Linked DNA regions of Sus scrofa: region 1 is linked to region 2. The links are chromatin contacts, called in public Hi-C maps. All regions are on one chromosome and are shown on one strand. The core of a region is the stretch at or near the end of the contact, and the rest is flanking DNA. Distances in the headings are between cores, read along the strand shown. Region 1 holds the start of IMMP2L (mitochondrial inner membrane protease subunit 2). Region 2 holds the start of IFRD1 (interferon related developmental regulator 1).

Evidence for each region. Hi-C and Micro-C count contacts between places; a contact is called where the count stands out from the background.
Region 1: a contact with region 2 is called in a Hi-C map of liver, with 7 times the contacts expected there. The contact joins the promoter of IMMP2L here to the promoter of IFRD1 in region 2. A contact is called at or near these places in 1 of 5 promoter capture datasets (liver) and 2 of 47 Hi-C or Micro-C datasets (heart right ventricle and liver).

Annotation. Positions count from the first base shown.
Region 1 is chr18:34,005,549-34,008,388 of Sscrofa11.1, forward strand. It overlaps IMMP2L (mitochondrial inner membrane protease subunit 2), which reads left to right and starts at 1,293. Exons shown (of 7, transcript XM_021079089.1): 1 at 1,293-1,374; 2 at 1,868-1,940.
Region 2 is chr18:33,219,604-33,222,303 of Sscrofa11.1, forward strand. It overlaps IFRD1 (interferon related developmental regulator 1), which reads right to left and starts at 1,368. Exons shown (of 12, transcript NM_001007519.1): 1 at 1,079-1,368. The coding sequence starts at 1,169.

The DNA of each region.
Region 1 (2,840 bases), core at 43-2,542, 790 kb after region 2:
ATTCTATATATATTCTATATATTCTATATCATACAGAATATATTTTCAGTGTCCTCAATATTCTCTGTGCTCTGCCTATTCTTCCCTTCTTCAATCATAACCCTTGTCAACCACAAATCTTTTACTGTCTCCAGTGGAGAGACTTTATGCTTTTTCAGATGGTCTCAGCTTCTTAAGTACATTTGATGAAACTTAGTGACAGGCTGGTCAGATTTAGCAACTCTTTTTGTATGTTTATTTATAAACATTTAATTAAGAAACACACATATCTGTCTTTGCTGTTTTTCTAGATACAGTCCATTCCAGGCTGCTCAGCTCCTAGTAGCCCAAAATTCCATCTATTTAATTTAGGACCACCTAAGTTAATTATTAATTAATTATTAATTACTAGTGCCAAGGTGTCCCAGTCCAATTTACAAATCGATTTCCATTGCTATTTGATGAGGGTGCTCTTATTAGCTGAGTGCCCTTGGAATTAAATCCTAAGCATTAGCAAATAAGAACTTACCTTACAGTAATTCCTTCAGTGACAAATAAGAAAAACTACAAAAACTGGTACATAACCCCTTCACAGGTGAGCAATTTTACTCTCTTCATGTCCATTTAAGTCTCTGAGTTTGTTTTGAAACCTTTAGAATTATTTTTAAACCAAAATACCAGAGCATCTGGTACTTACATTTGTGTTAAATGATTTGAAAATGCAGAGTAGTTTGTTAGTAACCAGAAGGACAATAAAAACAGACATACTCAGGGACGTATTTTGGAGAGGGGTATAAAAAAGTAGCTCTAGGTTACACTTTCTTTGAAGGTTGAAATAACCCAGCTTAGAGTTTGTGCCGTTTGAAGGCAAAAGCTTTGATATGAAATTCCAGTTTCTCCAAAGTAAACCACCTGTTCTGGATTACTCCCTTTGGCGTATCTAGAAGCAGCAAAACAATAGTTTTCCTGTGCCCACTTCAGCAGAAAAAACGCAGTAAGGAGGAGTCGACAGGGAGAGCCTAATATGGCAGTTTGCCACTGTGGCCTTGCACCCAAAGCAACTGCTGGGGTCTCAGTTTCCCCATCTGTAAGACAAGGGAGGGGGTAAAGACACAGTTTCACAGGTTTTTCAACTCTTGTTTCTCTTTCTGCCCTCAGTATGGTGCAGAGCTTGGAGCAAGTGCTCAATAGTGACTTGCTGTTAGTGTTATTTTGATCCGTTGTCGATCCACGCCGGGTTTTGGGCTTAACCCGCGCAGGCGCCCGGGAAGGCCGCTTAACCGCCCTGGGCGGAGCTTCGCCCGGCTCCCGCGCACAGGGGGCGGGGGCGGAGCTTGCCGCCGGCGGAGGGCGGGGCCTGCGCGGGGACTTCCCTTGGGCTGAGCTGCGCAGCGGGTGCGGAGGGTGGGGGGCTCCAGGACGGGTGGGAGGCTCTGAGGTTGGCGGGGGTGGGCCGGCGCGCCACCCCGGCTGACACCTGGTGGTCCCTAGAGCTTGGGACCCTTCCCCGGGAGCTGGTCCCAGAGGGGGCGGGCGTTGCTGGGAGGCGGAGGGCTGCTTGGCCGCAGGTCCTGCGGTGTTCGCGAGCATGAGTGCGTGCGCGTGTTTCTCTGAGGTCGGGCGCTGCGGCCGACTCTGCCCCCTCCTCCCGCTAACTCGGGTCGGCAGCGGGAGCCTAGAGAAGGCAACGTGGAGCCCAGAGCCGAGGCGCCCTTAGATCGCGCTCTCTGTCCCCAGCAAAGGGGACAACTCTGGCCCAAGTCCTGGCCTAGAGGGAGCGCTGTGGATACGCGCTGCCTTCTGCCTGGAAGTGTTGGGCAGGTGGTGGGAGTTCCTGAATGTCAGGGTTTTAAAACACGTGTTTGTCTCTGTCATTTTTACTTTTTAGGGTTTTGGCCAAATTGGGCGAGGGCACAAAATAACCACTTACCCCTTCTCACCGAGGAAGAACGGGAGAAAGGGTAAGTAAAGAATGGTCAAGGGTGGAAGAAGCTAGCACTTAATTCTGAGAGCGCTAGGGAGAGGAGGACGAGGTCCAGAACTGCCCTAGGGGGATCTTGGGAGCAAGTTTTATCATGTTATTGGGAAACTTTAGCCCACCTTCACGGGTCACAGGCTCCAAGCCCAAGAGTTGTTTCGGGTTTCCAGAGCCCTGGAGTTGGCTGGGAGTTTGACAGCTGGTATAGATCCCTTTTAGCCACTTGACCTGGCAGAAAACTCTCATTACCCTTCCCTTTTCTGGAATGTTGTTTGTCTCAGGCCCCTATGTCTGAGCTAACCTCCACCAGTCTCTGAGACTGTAGTGTTTAGGAGTCTTGGCTCCCTCTCTTCCCTCCCAAAGATCTGTCGTTCTTTCATTCTTTCTGCCTGCTCTCTGGGCATGTGGAAATTTCGGGGCCTGGGGTCAGACCTGTGCCATAGCAGTGACCTGAACCGCTGCAGTGATAATGCCAGATCCTTAACCCATTGCCCCACAAGGGAACTCCCTCAAAGATCTTTCATATTTGGGAAGGGGACTCCTGTAAAAATCCTAGTGGCTGGGGTGTAGGCCTGAAGCTGCAGCTCCAGAGTGGACCCCTAGCCCTGGAACATATGGAAGTTCCATGCCATGGGCGTGGTGGAAAAAAGAAAAAGAAAAGAAAAAAACCCTTTAGGATTCCAAAGTATAAAGTTAATAGTGCCATCACAACTGTTGAAGTTCTTTTGGGATCTTCTCCCAAGCTTACAGAGGAAGGTATTTTGTGAGGGAGAAATGACAGACTAGGCCTTTTTCTCTTGACTTTCACTTGATACCCACCCCTCACCAGCATTCTGTTCACTTCTGAAAAGCTGCCAAATAGCATAGTGAATTCTTTGAAGGT
Region 2 (2,700 bases), core at 118-2,617:
CAACATTCTGAGGGTCAAAGTGGATATTGTGTTTGTATGGCTAGTATTCCGATATGATAACACCTGAGAATATTCCGATATTTAATTTCAAAGTCTCAAAAAAGGATTAAATGAGATGACTTTTACCCAGTTTAACACTAGTTTTTAGTACGGTGTCTCGTAGGAATTTCTGCTTTCAGTCCGTTGTTCTTAACCGTACAGTGAGGAATAATGTATCATTAATTCAGGTAAGCACCTACCCATCCGGGAAAAGCTTCAGCTTTGCAAAGAGAAGACAAAAACCTAAACTTTTGGCCAACTGCAATCTGAGCTCTCCACCCCCCAACCCCCCACCCCCGCCTAACACGGGCTCCCAGCAGAGAACCTAGAGAATACTGCACAAAGGAGGACGAGGTTTCGGCTCAGGGAAGCAAGAGGTCACCTCGACTGGTCACAGAAGAGCTGGGGGCTCGGGGTCAGGGAGGGGTAGGAGCAGAGCCTAAGCTGGGACAGTGGCCCCCAGCATCCGACATCTCCGCCGGGCCACGTGGACACGCGGGATGAGCAAGAAGGCAGCGGAACGGGATGCCACACGGGCGCCTACACGTCACGCCTGCCCTACCGCGCAAGGCCCAGGCCGCGTGACGCAAGAGCCGGTCCAAACCCGCCGGACGTTTGGCATTCCCGAGAACTCCATGTTGGAGCCGGGTAGTCAAAAACGACCAGTGACAGCAGGACACAACTCCGAGCTTGGCCCCCTCCGTCTGGGAGTGATCTAGAGAACAGACACCAGCCTTTGAGAACAGTTCCCAGCTCCCGGTCACCCTCGACCCTGACCCACTCTCAATCCCAAGGACCCATTCGTCCCCTCCCTGCCCCCAAGGCGGGTGCCCAAGAATTCGGGTCGCACGCCAGATCCAAATCGCGCGAGGTACGGCCCTCGGGGCACACTGGGAAGTGTAGTTCCCCCGGCACGCCAGGCGCCCCGCCGACGCAAACGTCTAGAGGAAAAGAACTACAACTCCCACGGGGCCCAAGACTAAGAGACTCGCTAGCCCGGCCGGCAACTGGGATGCCGGTGGCGGGGATACCCTCCTACCTGCCGTCGCCGCCGTCGTTGCGGCTGCCCCTGAGCCGCCGCCACCACTGCCACCACGGTGGGGTGTGTTCCGCTTCTTATTCTTCGGCATCGTGGGACGCCCGGTGCCGCCTAAACTCGGAGCTTAGCGAGGATCAGCCAATGGAGCTGCACTTTTTACTCGTGCGTCTGTGCGGCGGGCGGCTGAGAGGCGATTCTTCGGCTAACAACAGAGGCGAGAAGCGGCGCGGGTAAGAGTGGGCGGTGGCGGCAGCAGAAATCCCCGTGAAGAGCTGTGATCGGAAACGATACATGTTTCTCTCTAGCGCAGGAGCTAAGGCGGGGCGGTCGCGGCCACGACGCCTTAAGTACAAGACAGCTGCCTGTCGTCACCATATATGGGCGGGACTCGAACTCTCACTAGCCAATCCCTATAGATCCCCCCACCGAAGTCTACTTCGGGCGGCCGAAGGATGTTGACTACCGATCCCATGCCACAAGTCTTCCAGCGGCGCCCAGGGAGCCAGGCTTAGTTGCCGCTCTGAAGTCTGGGAAATGTGGTCTCACGGGGGAGCCGGCTCCCAGCTCCTCCCAACTGGCTTTTGTACGCACTTCCCTTCCCGTAACCCCTCCCTTCTCTCCCCGCAGCCCCGCCTTGGAATTGACGAAGGTGGTCATGGATGGTGAGCAATGCCGCGGGTATGCTGGATGACGACAGCCCGCTTCCAACTGGGAGCTAAGCAATCCGCGTGGCTGGTCTGTCTCCAGAGGATCGTGTTCTTCTCCTTCACCTTTCCCCTACTTGCCTGCGTCCTCTGCCCCGGCACAGCCATACCCCCTCCTTAGGAATGTTCCCATGGTTTTAGTCTTTTAATTATTAGTTTAGCGATCATCAGTATCTACCATTGAATTGTGGTTCAGGGCTCTTGTGCCCCCCAAACCTTCAGAAAGGTGTGCTTTAATCTACTTAGTCGTGTAGTTCGTGTGTTTCGTCTATTCTGCACCGGAAAGATCTGGCGATTCAGGTTTCTGTACAAGAATGTGTCCTTTTGACAATTCTGCCTGCCAGTTAGGAGGTCAGCCTGGGATAAGAATTGGGTTTGGGTAACTTAACAGCTGATAAAACAAACATGGGCTATGAATACCAATAATCGCAGTGTTTTTTATTTTCCCAGGTGCTCCTAAGAGTTCTGTCTTCCTTGTTGCATTCGTCAGGTATCTAGGACCTGTTATTAAGCTCATATCCTTATGACAGACCATAGTGACTGATTCACCTCAGTGTAGGTGATTCATCCCCCACTCCACCTCTCTCCTGAGCTCCTTCTCTTATTTTCTTTTCAATTGCATTGTAGCACATTTACACCTGCATGTTCCATATGCACCTCAATCCACCATCTCTAATACTGTATTTCTCTCTTCCTGCCTTCCTTGTGTATGTTCACAGTACTACTATCTTCCCATATGTCCAGATTCAAAGACTCAAATTCATACATGGTTTCCCTAAAACCATCAGTATTACCATAAAACTCTGAAGTTCATGTGCTCTTTTCCAGTCACACATGACCTCAGCTGGTGCCTGGGCATTTTAAGGGATCTTGCCAGTCATTTCACCATATTTCATGCATAATAATGTTGCCAGATTT